Linked DNA regions of Sus scrofa: all the other regions are linked to region 2. The links are chromatin contacts, called in public HiChIP or PLAC-seq and promoter capture Hi-C maps. All regions are on one chromosome and are shown on one strand. The core of a region is the stretch at or near the end of the contact, and the rest is flanking DNA. Distances in the headings are between cores, read along the strand shown. Region 1 overlaps RBMS1 (RNA-binding motif, single-stranded-interacting protein 1). Region 2 holds the start of RBMS1 (RNA-binding motif, single-stranded-interacting protein 1). Region 3 has its middle 69 kb from the start of ITGB6.

Region 1 (3,575 bases), core at 390-2,889, 160 kb after region 2:
CTCACGGCAATGCCGGATCCTTAACCCACTGAGCAAGACTAGGGATCGAACCCACAACCTCATGGTTCCTAGTCGGATTCGTTAACCACTGAGCCATGACCGGAACTCCTCAAGATAGTTTTTAGATAGGACTTCTTTAGAGTTTTTTCTTTTCCATGTGAGCATCTGCAAGGCTGTCAGCCATTCCATCCTCATAGGATATATTTCTAGACCTGTGTCTACCAAGCTTAGTCTCTGAAAGAGCTCAGATGAGGTACAAGGAGATGTTTAGAACAAACGCCTTTGACGTAGAAAGCACTCAGTTAAAGTGGGCTGTTGTTATTCTTTTATTCCTCCGTTCCTTCCTCCTAAATTTTGACTGATTATTTTTTGCCAGGCACTATGCCAGGGCCTGAGATGCTAAGAGGAAAGCAGTCTGAGGGAACACAGACTGATGTGATGCGGATGCAGACATGGGGTTGGTGTAGCAGCGGGCCGAGGGCTGCACCAAGAACACTGAGGACCCACTGCCTCGGGCCAGTGCAGAGGCAGCGCTTAGCTTGGTCAGGGAAGGTCAGAGAAGGCTTGCTGCTACTGGAGAGAACCATGAAACTGAGCCTTGCAGAATGAGACTGAATTTCCCCAGTGAAGTAACTTCTTGAAGGGCAGAAGATGAAGATGGAGCAGGACAAGCGCAGGGCCTTATACAGGATCAAAAGGCAGCTGGAGCTGTGTGAATTCCCAGGGTTGCTGTTGCAGAGTACCACAAACTTGATGACTTAAAATAATGTGTTATTATCCCACAGTTTTAGAGGCTAGAAGTCCAAAATTAAGGTGTCAGTAGAACCATGTTCCCTCTGAAAGCTTAAGGGAGAATCCTTCCCCGTACAGCTGGTGGTGCTTTGCCTGCAGTTCTTAGTGCTCTGGTTCACAGCTGCATCCCCGGGCTCATCTCAGTCAACACATACCTTCTCCCTGTGATTCTGTCTGGGTCCAGATTCCCTCTTAGAAGGACACCTGTAACATTGGATGTGGGCCTACCCTAATGGCCTTATCTTAATTCAGTTATATCTGCAAAGACCCTATGTCCAAATCAGACCACATTCACAGTCACTGGAGCTTAGGACTTGGACATATCTTTTGGGGGTACCCAGTTCAGCCCATCACTATGGGGGTCAGAAGATGGTGAGCAAAGAGCCCCCAAAGCATAATTTCTTTCTAAGATCAGGATCGTATATTTTTCTCAGTGCAACCTATATCTGTTTCATCTAGAGAACTTGAATTTGTTCCTTGCCAGAAAAGCCAGGTATTTTCATGTGAGAAACCAAGGCTTTCCCTAAAGTTATACAGTTGATTATCCCTCCCTTTGGAACTTATACGTAAGGCTTATTTTTCCCTATTAAATATTATAGTGTTGGCTTTGGCCAAGAATTCATTCTAGCCTATTGAAATAATTTCCAAGCACTATTTCTACCACCTTACATTCACCATTCCCCACTAGCTTTGGAACATTCATATATTTAATAAGAGTGCAGTCAGTGACCCGATTTGTGCCAATTTTTAGATGTTGAAAAAGTTCTGGCCAAGAACAGAGCCTTGTGACACATCCCTACATGCGTCGGCCTTGACCATCAGACTAGCTCAGTCACTTGTTTAGCTAGTTACCCACTCATCCAAACCACATTTCCTCTTCCCAGATGTCCTTGTCTAATCCACCAGCAAATAATGATTTTTATTTAGCTCAAAGCAAAATATACTTTGTAGCATTTCTGAGCAACCTTGACTTCCTCACTACTCCCCAGGGTAGAAAGAGCAAAAGTTTCACCATGGGTGTCTTCCTGGGAAGGACTTCTCTGGTGCCTGTTCTTTTCACCAGTCTCTCTATCCAGTCCATTCTGGAATTTTGCTTTAGCTCCATAAGCCTTACCTGCCTTTCTAGAATCTAGGTTTTTTTTGTTCTTTTAAAGAATGGGAATGATATGTCCCCTTTCCATTAGCGCCTCTCCTATGATGCAAGATTTCTCAAAACAACAAGATTGGGAAATCCTGATTATGTCATGTAAATAAGAAGTACTTTTAGCCCCAGTCTTTATTCACAGCACTCATACTTGTACATTCTGGAAGATGCAGCAAATTTAAGCTATCATGAGAGAGAGAGTCTTATTACCTTCATTGAAATATGGAAATTTTGTGAAACTGATACTAAAGTAATTTAACAGCTTTTGGCTCACTTTGGCTCCATTTTTTTTTTTTTTCCCACATAAAGATAATTCTTCTCTGATTTTCTTAAGCTTTAAGATTAGAAATTTTTAGAGCGGTATTGCTCTGTCTTTGGAATGATTGCTTATCTTTATCTGCAGTGTCTAAGGATAGTCTTATTTGGAGCAGATCAGTAGGAAACCAGCATTGGAGCCCTATTTATCCTTTTCCATTAGATCCGCCCTGAAGAGACGTGACCATTGTCACGAGTGACCCTTGAATGAAACATCTAAGTTTAGAAACATCAACTGTGCTGGCAGGCTACATTAGCATTCCCTTGCCTATCCAGCCCAAGTGTATTTTTTACTAATGATACATTTGTATCACATCCCCAGATTTCTTAGAACTGAAGTGAGTAAAATAGATATCATTTTCCTTTTCTGTCTGTTCTTCACACCGGCTTTTCAAGGTCGTGGGGCAGTCAGGATTTATTACTTTAGAAAAGGATGGCCTGACAGCATTTGGAAATCAATATGCTGGTGCCATGTTCTGGATCAAAGCCAACATTCGTGTTCAGTCTAGGAAATGTCCAATTTGACTCCTGCCGTTTTCAGCTCATGTCAGAATCAGGAGAAATTTCTAGGTAGTTTGCACACTCCGTTTTAATAGTTTCAGATAACCCTCTTTGCTTCAGAGAGTACGTTTACTTTTACTCTCTGTCACGTTGTTCTTGTTTTGAATGAAGCAGGCCTTGATGATTTTCGGTGTTGGAGTTTAATACATTCAGTTTCTACAGACTCTGACACAGTTCTCTGTTACTGGGTGTGTGTGTGTGTGTGTGTGTGTGTGTAAGAGTTCTAGTTTTTCTTTTAAAAGGAGTAACAAATTTAGAGATATTTGAAAAGTAACCTAGGAACTAAAATTCTTCTTAGTTTTTTGGGTTTTTTTCCCCCAACAACCTTTTACAGTTGTCTTTTTGGTAGCAACTTTTAATTCCATGTTAAACTCCTAAATTACTTTACTTCCTTCATTTGTTTTTATAAGCTAAATTAGGATAAAACACAAGGCCGTGTTCATTTTTCAAGGCAGAATGTATTTCCCTTCTCTCCACAACTGCCAACTTCCCTCAATTCCCCACAACAAATACTCTAAGGGGAAAAAATTTGTATTGCATGTTTTGGTTTCATTCATTCAAACAGTACATATTGAGGGGTTTCACTATGCAAAGAACCGTACTGAAAAGCAACTATAGAAATGATAGGCATACGCTTTCTCAGCATTTTGTGGCTCAGAATCATGTCATTGTGAAGGTGAGGTGTGTAATGCAGCTTAGTGCTCTCCAGTGGTAAGAATTAGAAGTGCCTTTATTCAAGATAATTGGGGGTGGGGTGGGAAGG
Region 2 (3,720 bases), core at 848-3,347:
ATAACTATTTTGTGGCTTGCTTTTTCACTTCCTTTATCAATCAGTGTTCTGAATTTTAACATAGTCAAATTGATCAATCTTGCACTCTTGGTCACCTTATTAAAGAAATCTGTCCTTACCTCAAGGCTATAAAGATATTTCCTATATTGTCTCCTAACAGCTTTATCATCTTTTTTTTTTTTTTAATTTTACATCTAGGACTTTAATTCACTTGACGTTTTTTCTTCCCCTTTTGTGAGACAGGGGTCCAGTTTCATTTTTTCCATACGGATAGCCAATTGACCCAGAATCATTTATTGAAAAGCTCATTCTTTCTCCACTGCTCTGCAATACCAACACAGTCATAAATCAAGTGTCTACATAATTGTGGGTGTGCTTCTGGGCTTTGTAACACAGGCTGAATTTTCATCATCCAGAAATAAGTAGAACAGTCTAAGTTTGGTAATTTCTTTTATCAACTCGTGCCTAGAACTCCTGAAATTGTTCTTAACTAATTTCTCCTCCTTCAGTCCCTTCTCTAAACCATCACTCCTAGACCTCCTAGGTTCTTAGGTTAGTTCATATCAGTTCCCTTATCAAATACATTAAAGGGTCCCACATAGAAACAGTGTAAAGAACTATTTTTAGCTCCCCTAGCTAGACAATGAACCTTCTGAACCAACATCCAGATTGACATTGACCTCAGCAGGGCCCACCACACAGCAGAAGCTCAAGCAATACTTGTTTCTTTGTAGGATTTGACATAGGTTAACTCTTAATTATTTTTAAGAGAACATGATTTGCCTCCCGGCATATCCAAAAATTTGTTTTTTCACAATGTATAACCCAGAAATTTGTCTAAATCATATAAAGGTGATAAAGGTTTCATTTCACTATTGCATTGTTTTAAAGTACCTTATTAAGCCTTTTGAAATGTAATCAAATAAAAATGTCACTGTTTAACGAAATCATGCATTCCATTTCAGTTTGATTTACCTTTGTGCAACTATGAACACAGACTGTCAGAAAATCAAAATGACAAAACGAAGTGATCAAGGTCTATTTAATAACAAATTAATTTTTCATTACATTTTATTAGATGTGCAAGATCTCCAATTTGAAAGTGCTTTCTTACTTATCCTATTTGTACATTTTAGTATTATCTCTTGTTGCGCTGGAATATAAAAGTCTTCTACAGGCAGCTTAAGGGACCAATTAACTCCATTAAATTATATCCAGTTATGTAGTGAACTGAACCACTGCTGTCTGGGGCTGTCTGGAGCTGTGACAATTAGGAGATGGAGAGAGGCAGAAAGAGATTGATTTTAATATGTCACAGAAGCACACTGCAACAATATGCCAGCGTGACTTTCAAAATGGCCTTAAAATATTCCAAACTCAGGGAGTTTCCTTGCTCCTGAGTGGGAGTTGACAGACTGTCTGGCAGCGTTAGAAAGAGGCAGAGAAAAGCTGATGTCTATATTGTGTCCTCTGATAATAACGTTCTGCCTCTCTGCGGCATCTCCCCCTTAGAAGGATCCGTCTATTTGTTGTGAGGGTGGTGTGGGTGTGTGTGTGTGTGTGTGTGTGTGTGTGTGGTGCGCTTGCGCGCGCACCCGACCGCTTTGCCTCCTCTGGTGCAGAGGGCATGATTTCACCTCTCACATCTGGGAAAACCATACCGAAGGACACTAAACCTCCCAAGGTCATCTAGAAAATTAGTGTTGTGGCCTGAGGGGGGGTGGGAATGGAAGGGACAGAACCCAGGCATTCTGACTCCAGCTTTGTGGTTGGACACCAAATTATTTTCCTTCCCTTGTGAAAAAAAAAGGAAAAAAAAAATCATTGGGGGGGAGAGTAAGAGATTAATCAGATTTCCTTCTCGTTCCCCCTTACCTCCCCTCTCTCTCGAGATAAAAACTCATGAAAGCAAACGAGGTGTCCACTCTGCAGTTCTTAAGCTGTGTCCCCCCCAAATCCAACCCCACCCTTTACCCTCAACACAAAGCGATCCGGACTCCCAAGGTTTCCGCCCGTCCAACCCCGAGCCTGGGAGGTGAGGAGTGGTTAAAACTCAGCCCTCACCTCCAGCCGGTCCCGGCTCCACGGCGCCCAAGCCACGCCCCCACCGCCCTTCCCCCACGGCCTCGGCCCGCCAGCCCCTCTCCCCTCTCCCAATCGGGCGCACCCACCCCAGATGCCGCCTGGCACCGAGCGCAGCCGCCGCCGCCGCCGCCGCCGCAGCAGCACTTTCCACTGGTATTGATCACCTCCTGGCCCCGCTCAGCCTGCTTGCCGGAGCGGAGCGCTGCCAGAGCGCCAGTCCTTGGCAGCCCCGGAGCAGTTGGGCTCCGGGAGGCAACTCCTTGGGAGCGCCCTGTCCGGGGTGCCCTCTGCGCTCTGCAGTGTCTTTCTCTGTGCCTGGGAGAAGAAGGAGGAGGAGGAGAGGAAGGAGGAGGAGGAGGACGTCTGGTCCGGGCTGGGAGGTGGAGCAGCGGCAGCCGCCGCCGCCGCCGCCGCCGGAAAGGGAGAGGCAGGAGAGATCGAGACTTGGAAACCTCAAAGTGCCCGCGACCCTGCACGGCAGGCTCCCTTCCAGCTTCATGGGCAAAGTGTGGAAACAGCAGATGTACCCTCAGTACGCCACCTACTATTACCCCCAGTATCTTCAAGCGAAGGTAAGGGGGAGCGGGAGACAGGGGACCCGGGAGGAGGGGACGCCGGGGGCGCGCGCTGCTCGGGCCCGGAAGGGGCGCGCGGCTAGTCCCCGCCGCCCCCGGCGGAGTTGCTGGAAGGTTGCTAACTATAGCGCTGGCCTGGGCGAAGCCAGGCTGCGCGCCGGGCGGCGGCTGCCCGCGGAGCGGAGTGCGGGGATCGGGTTACAGAGAGCCGCGGGGGGAGAGACTAGACAGGAAAGAGCCGCCGGCCCCTTCCTGGCCTGGGAGGCGGGGAGGGTCGCGAGCCGAGCGGCGCCCCTCGTCGAGCGTCTGCTGCTGGGTCGCTGACGCCTGGGGCCCGTGCCCGGCCCCGCCGGCGGCGCGGATCTTCGACCACCTTCTCCTGGGCCTCGCGTGGCGAGCAGCAACTCTCGGTTTCCCTCCGAGTGGCGCGGAGCCTCCCGCCCCCGGGGACGCCCCTCAGCCTCCCGCGCGCGCGGTGACTGGGGCTGGAGGGGTTGGGGGTGGGGGGGACGGGACTTTTCCCTCCCCGCCTCCGGCCCTGCGCGCCCGCCCCTCGCGTTGATCTTTGTGCGGTGTGGCACTTCACCTGGTTACTGATTTCTACTTTTACGCTGGTGTTTTGGGTAGAAAAGTGGCCAAAGTTCACTCAGCGTTCATTGATGTCCCTTTAATCTTCCCTGTAGCTTTTGCAAAGGACGGACAATGGGCATATTTCGGTGCAGAGAAAGAAGTGACTTCGTATTTAGTTTAGAAAAATACTACCTTATATGTTTACCACCGATCGATTTCCAGTGGTGCTTTCTCAAAAGTGGCCTTGTCACACTCTTGGGTGACACAGCAGATGACATGTTGCATACAGATTGCGACTGGCTTTCTAGGGACCCTGGGTACGTTGTTAGTGGGCCTATGCTATTTTTACAATAAGAATTTGATTCCTCCTGAATTCATTTGAAAAAAAAAAAATGGGTCCACAAAGAGTGAGGGTTTCACTGCTTTGGAAGCTTCTTCCACGGTTTAGGAGGGCATAAGTTGGCTACCAGCCTTCTTCAGCAATTAGCAT
Region 3 (4,201 bases), core at 428-2,927, 220 kb after region 2:
ACTACTTTCAGTTCGTGTACAGGGGCAGCCACCATATTTCTTCTCAATAAAGTCCATCTTTGGTCTGTTCTTAAGGACCAGTGAGCCAGACCCCTCTCCTTCCTCTGTCCTTATTGCTGCTACCTTTTGAACTGTGGCACTGTCATTTCCCAGCAAGGGGGCAGAAAGTGTCCCATCTCTGGTAAGCAGGCTCACAGGTTAGGATTTCAGGAGGAACTTATCTGTGCCTCGCTGACCCAGGCCTCCTATAGTGACTTCATTTGGCCATCCCCAGTAGGAGGCTCCAGCGCCACACTCATGGGGAGGAACAGCAGCTCTCTTCCACACTGACATGCTTTAGCGAAGGCTCTTAGTACAAGAGATTAACTCCTTTTACCCAAAGTGAATGAAATGTTTTAGCGTCTTACAAGATTCTGTTTCTGCTGCCCAGTGATTCTTTCCTGGTGAAAGGAGTGGGCAAGAAAAATACTCATAGCCTCCATTTCTACAATGCCTGCCCTACAGTGTGGACGATGGGCGATGTGAATTAGATACCTGGGGTTTAGAGTACATGACTTGCCAGGGCTCTCGATGGGCGATGTGAATTAGATACCTGGGGTTTAGAGTACATGACTTGCCAGAGCCGGGAGAGCCCTGCTGCCCACTGGCTCTTTGAGAAAAGAAACGGGGTCCTCTGATGATAACCAGAGCTTCAGAGAGAAAGGAGTTGGGGCCGGAGCAAAGCATGGCCTCATTGAGATCCACGCAGGCCGCTAAGAATGTAAGCTTTGTGGCCTCATGATCTGCCCCTGCCTCACTTGTTCCCAGGCTCTTTCGCCCATGACCACCAACCAAGAGGCAGGAAAGAAATACGTTGGGCACCTTAAGTTTTGTTAACATTATTTTTGTTCTCATATTTTAAGATGTTTTATGTCATTGGAGTCCTGGGACATCCAGTGGCAGTCTTTACACAAACTGATACCATTTTTTCAGAGCACCTTTTCTATCTGCAGCAGGACTGAGCCAACCAAGTGCTGATGGCTAAAACAGAGCTGTCCCTCACAGAGGATCTGTGGGGCATTTGGGGATTGACGCCACCTTACTGAAAAGCTGTGGCTCCTCCAGTGGTTAGGAGCCAGGACTCCCTCTTGGTCGGAGGTGGCCTGGGTCCGAGCATCTGGGAGGAATTCTTTCCTGGGAAGGGAGGGAGAAAGCTGGCAGCAGCTCGCAGGAAAGCAGGCTCCCTCTCCTCTGAACAGGCAGGGATGAGGAATAGCAGGGGTGGACAGGGAGCCCAGGGTTCTCACCCTTCACAGGCAGTAGCATAGGGTAAATCCACGAACCTGAATTCCACCTTCTCTCAAATTCCATAAAAGCTGATTAAAAATTCACTGGGAGAAAGGCAGTACCTCCCAGCCTGAGGGAGGGCTCAAAAATGTTCAGATCTGACGTGGATATCCTCATTCCACAAGAGTAACCAAAAGGGAAAATATCCAGCTGCCTTGGGGTAAAAGTCACAGACCTGTCGTCATCACCCCCATCCCCCCATGCACAAAAAGCTTCAGAAGATAGCAAGTGGGTGAGGAGTGAAGAGAACTCGGACCTCAGGATTAAAGAAAAGCCCAGCAGGTTCTTCCCCTCAAATAACAATGAGATGAGCTCAGCACCTCTCGTGGCGGCTGAGAACGCGGGCAACCCGGGCCACCAGCTAGGTGGCCGTTGGTAGGCGCGGCGATGCCCACGGGACTGGGAGGCTACGCCCTGCGCCCATCCTTCGTGTGGATGAACTCGGCCAGTCGATGGGATTTCAACGCGGTGGAAGTGCCCCGGAGTGGCTCAGTCTTTGTCCGTCCTGGCTTCTAACGCTTTGGGTCTTTGCAGGGCTCGGGAGTGTTCTCACTTGAGCCACTAGAGGGAGATTTTGTCGCTCTTCACCTGCAGCTGCGAGCGCCAGACCAGAGATGGCCTGGGAGGGGGCGCTGCTGATGTAAACTGAGGATCCCCGGACACAGGACACACATCGTCGGGGATTACAGGGTTCTTGAATTGGGGGTTAATTGAAAGAACTAACAAAGAGAAAATCACGTTGCCCGATGCTGGCAGCTCCCTCATGAAAGCATTGTTGCTCATATTGGAGTGTAACTTAAATGACCTTTTTTTTTTTTTTCTTGGCCGCAAATGCTGCCTGTGGAAGTTCCTGGGCCGGGCATCGAACCCATGCTGCAGCAGGGACCCGAACTTCAGCAGTGACAACGTCGGATACTTAACCCAGTTGGTCACCAGGGGACTCCTACATGTGACCTTTAAGGCTCAAGGAAGGAGGGGGCAGGGGAGGAAGTCTTGTGACTTGAGGCTGCAAAAACGTGCTGGCAGGTCTCTGGGCTGCTCAGAATTGAAAACAGGTGGCTTTGGATTAAATACCAACTTTAATGCTATTATTTTTTTTAATGTGACCGAGATTCGATCTAGGTTATTCCACTGCTCATTTACACAAGATACGGATTATCAACAAGACTGTGGGTAATTCCTACCCTCTAATATCCCTGAAGCCACTTCCTCTGCTTGAATACTTCCAGTGATGGGGCACTTCCCACCTCTCTCGACAACCTGTATCTTTGGAGAGCAGCTCTCAAACTTGTTTAAGGAGTCAAATTTGCAATTTTGTAATTTCTTTTTTTTTTTTTTTTTTTTTTTTTTTTGTCTTTTTGCCTTTTCTAGGGCCGCACCCATGGCGTATGGAGGTTGCCAGGCTAGGGGTCCAATCGGAAATGTAGCCGCCGGCCTACACCAGAGCCACAGCAATGCCAGATCCGAGCTGCGTCTGTGACCTACACCACAGCTCACAGCAACTCTGGATCCCTAACCCACTGAGCAAGGCCAGGGATCAAACACACAACCCCATGGTTCCTAGTCAGATTCATTAACCACTGAGCCACGACGGGAACTCCAAAATTTTGTAATTTCTAACTATCAGCCTTAGTTCTGCCAACTGAGAAGCCATGGGATAAGTTGATCATTGCTGTTGTTGGAAAGACAAAGCACAGTGACAGAGAGCCTATCAGTGACTGCCAGGAGTTCAAGGGGACAGGAAGATGTGCCTATAAAGGGATAGTACAGGGGAGTTTAGGAGGAGTGATGAAACTACTCTAAATGCTGATTGTGGTGGTTATACCAATCTACACATGTGCTAAAATTCATAGAAATGTAGACCCCAAAAAGTCTCTTTTACTGCATGGCCATTTATTTTTTAAATCTTTTTTTAAAATGACACAAATCAATCATCCTTCAAATGTGGGAAACTGCCAGCTCCATAAATCTCTGGGTTGAACATTACTTGTAGCTTGAACTGTTCCTCATCAGCTCACCCTCCACAGACACCACAGGTAACTCAGGATAAAACCCAGAACCCCTGTCTCTTGCTCATCTCTACCCTTCCATGAAGTGGTTTCCTTTTTGACTTCTCAGTTCCTAAAGCTTGTAGTCAGTTAAAATCCCTATGTTCTCTCTCTCCCTCTCTCCCTCCCTCTCTCTCTCTCTCTCTCTTTTTTTTTTTTTTTTTTTTTTTTTTTTTTTTTTTTTTTTTGTCACAATGATAAACACATGCAGTGGAATCTTATGTAGCTATTTTTAAATGAAGTCATTTTCCATGGCATGAACAATACTCAGGATGTAAGGTGAACAGAAACTGTTAGGCCCACTGTAGATACAGTATGTTCATAATTATGAAAACAATATTTAAGTATAAGAGATGAGGAGGTTCTTAAAAGTGTTTAGTTGTGGGTGAAAGGATTATGGAAAGTTTGAATTTTTTCATTTATACTTTCCCAACTTTTTCCAGTTGTCTACAATGAAAGCATTTTATAATCAGGATCGAGAAGTTTTTAAAATGTCCAATCGTCCTTAAGTTACACAACTTGCTATATTCCGGGTCAGCACATTGGATTAATTTTTTATTTTCAAAAGATAGTGCACCAGATTTCAGAAAACACAAAGATGACATGATGTGGTCCCATCTCCAAGGGACATTCTTGTTGGGGGACAGTGTATAAATGACAGTACTTCAAGGAGAAGTAACAAAAATGTGGTCTAAGAAAAGAGCTTTGGAGGTTCAGGGAGGGGCCAAGACGACGTACATACCCTCTCCAGAGAGTCTGGTCATTTTCACATTACCCGGCATTAGTTCCTTTTTTACTGATAAGAATTCACTCCAAAGCAGCTGTTT

Evidence for each region. Promoter capture Hi-C pulls out the DNA fragments that hold promoters and counts their contacts. HiChIP or PLAC-seq counts read pairs in DNA pulled down with a chosen protein or histone mark.
Region 1: an H3K27ac HiChIP or PLAC-seq map of alveolar macrophages shows a contact between it and region 2. The contact joins the enhancer-like site here to the promoter of RBMS1 in region 2. A contact is called at or near these places in 2 of 5 promoter capture datasets (fetal liver and liver), 17 of 47 Hi-C or Micro-C datasets (alveolar macrophages, brain, embryonic fibroblasts and 9 more) and 2 of 2 datasets of contacts at active chromatin or transcription factors (alveolar macrophages and skeletal muscle).
Region 3: a contact with region 2 is called in a promoter capture Hi-C map of fetal liver, with 2.7 times the contacts expected there. The contact joins the enhancer-like site here to the promoter of RBMS1 in region 2. A contact is called at or near these places in 3 of 5 promoter capture datasets (fetal liver, fetal skeletal muscle and liver), 4 of 47 Hi-C or Micro-C datasets (embryonic fibroblasts, fetal skeletal muscle, heart right ventricle and 1 more) and 2 of 2 datasets of contacts at active chromatin or transcription factors (alveolar macrophages and skeletal muscle).

The regions. Positions count from the first base shown.
Region 1 is chr15:67,245,940-67,249,514 of Sscrofa11.1, reverse strand. The region is part of intron 2 of RBMS1 (RNA-binding motif, single-stranded-interacting protein 1); the gene reads left to right. Among named protein-coding and RNA genes, the nearest start is that of ITGB6, 130 kb to the right of the region's middle. Within about 2 kb of position 1,639, at least 15 of the 83 cell types and tissues checked have an H3K27ac peak or open chromatin away from gene starts, as enhancers often do. A contact at or near this core is called in alveolar macrophages, mesenteric adipose tissue, omental adipose tissue and 1 more, where this site is marked.
Region 2 is chr15:67,407,804-67,411,523 of Sscrofa11.1, reverse strand. It overlaps RBMS1 (RNA-binding motif, single-stranded-interacting protein 1), which reads left to right and starts at 2,097. Exons shown (of 14, transcript XM_003133427.6): 1 at 2,097-2,657. The coding sequence starts at 2,583. LOC106506256 (a long non-coding RNA gene) reads right to left here and starts at 2,284. Exons shown (of 3, transcript XR_001301448.2): 1 at 2,172-2,284.
Region 3 is chr15:67,187,912-67,192,112 of Sscrofa11.1, reverse strand. No RefSeq gene overlaps it. Among named protein-coding and RNA genes, the nearest start is that of ITGB6, 69 kb to the right of the region's middle. Within about 2 kb of position 1,677, at least 40 of the 83 cell types and tissues checked have an H3K27ac peak or open chromatin away from gene starts, as enhancers often do. A contact at or near this core is called in fetal liver, fetal skeletal muscle, retroperitoneal adipose tissue and 1 more, where this site is marked.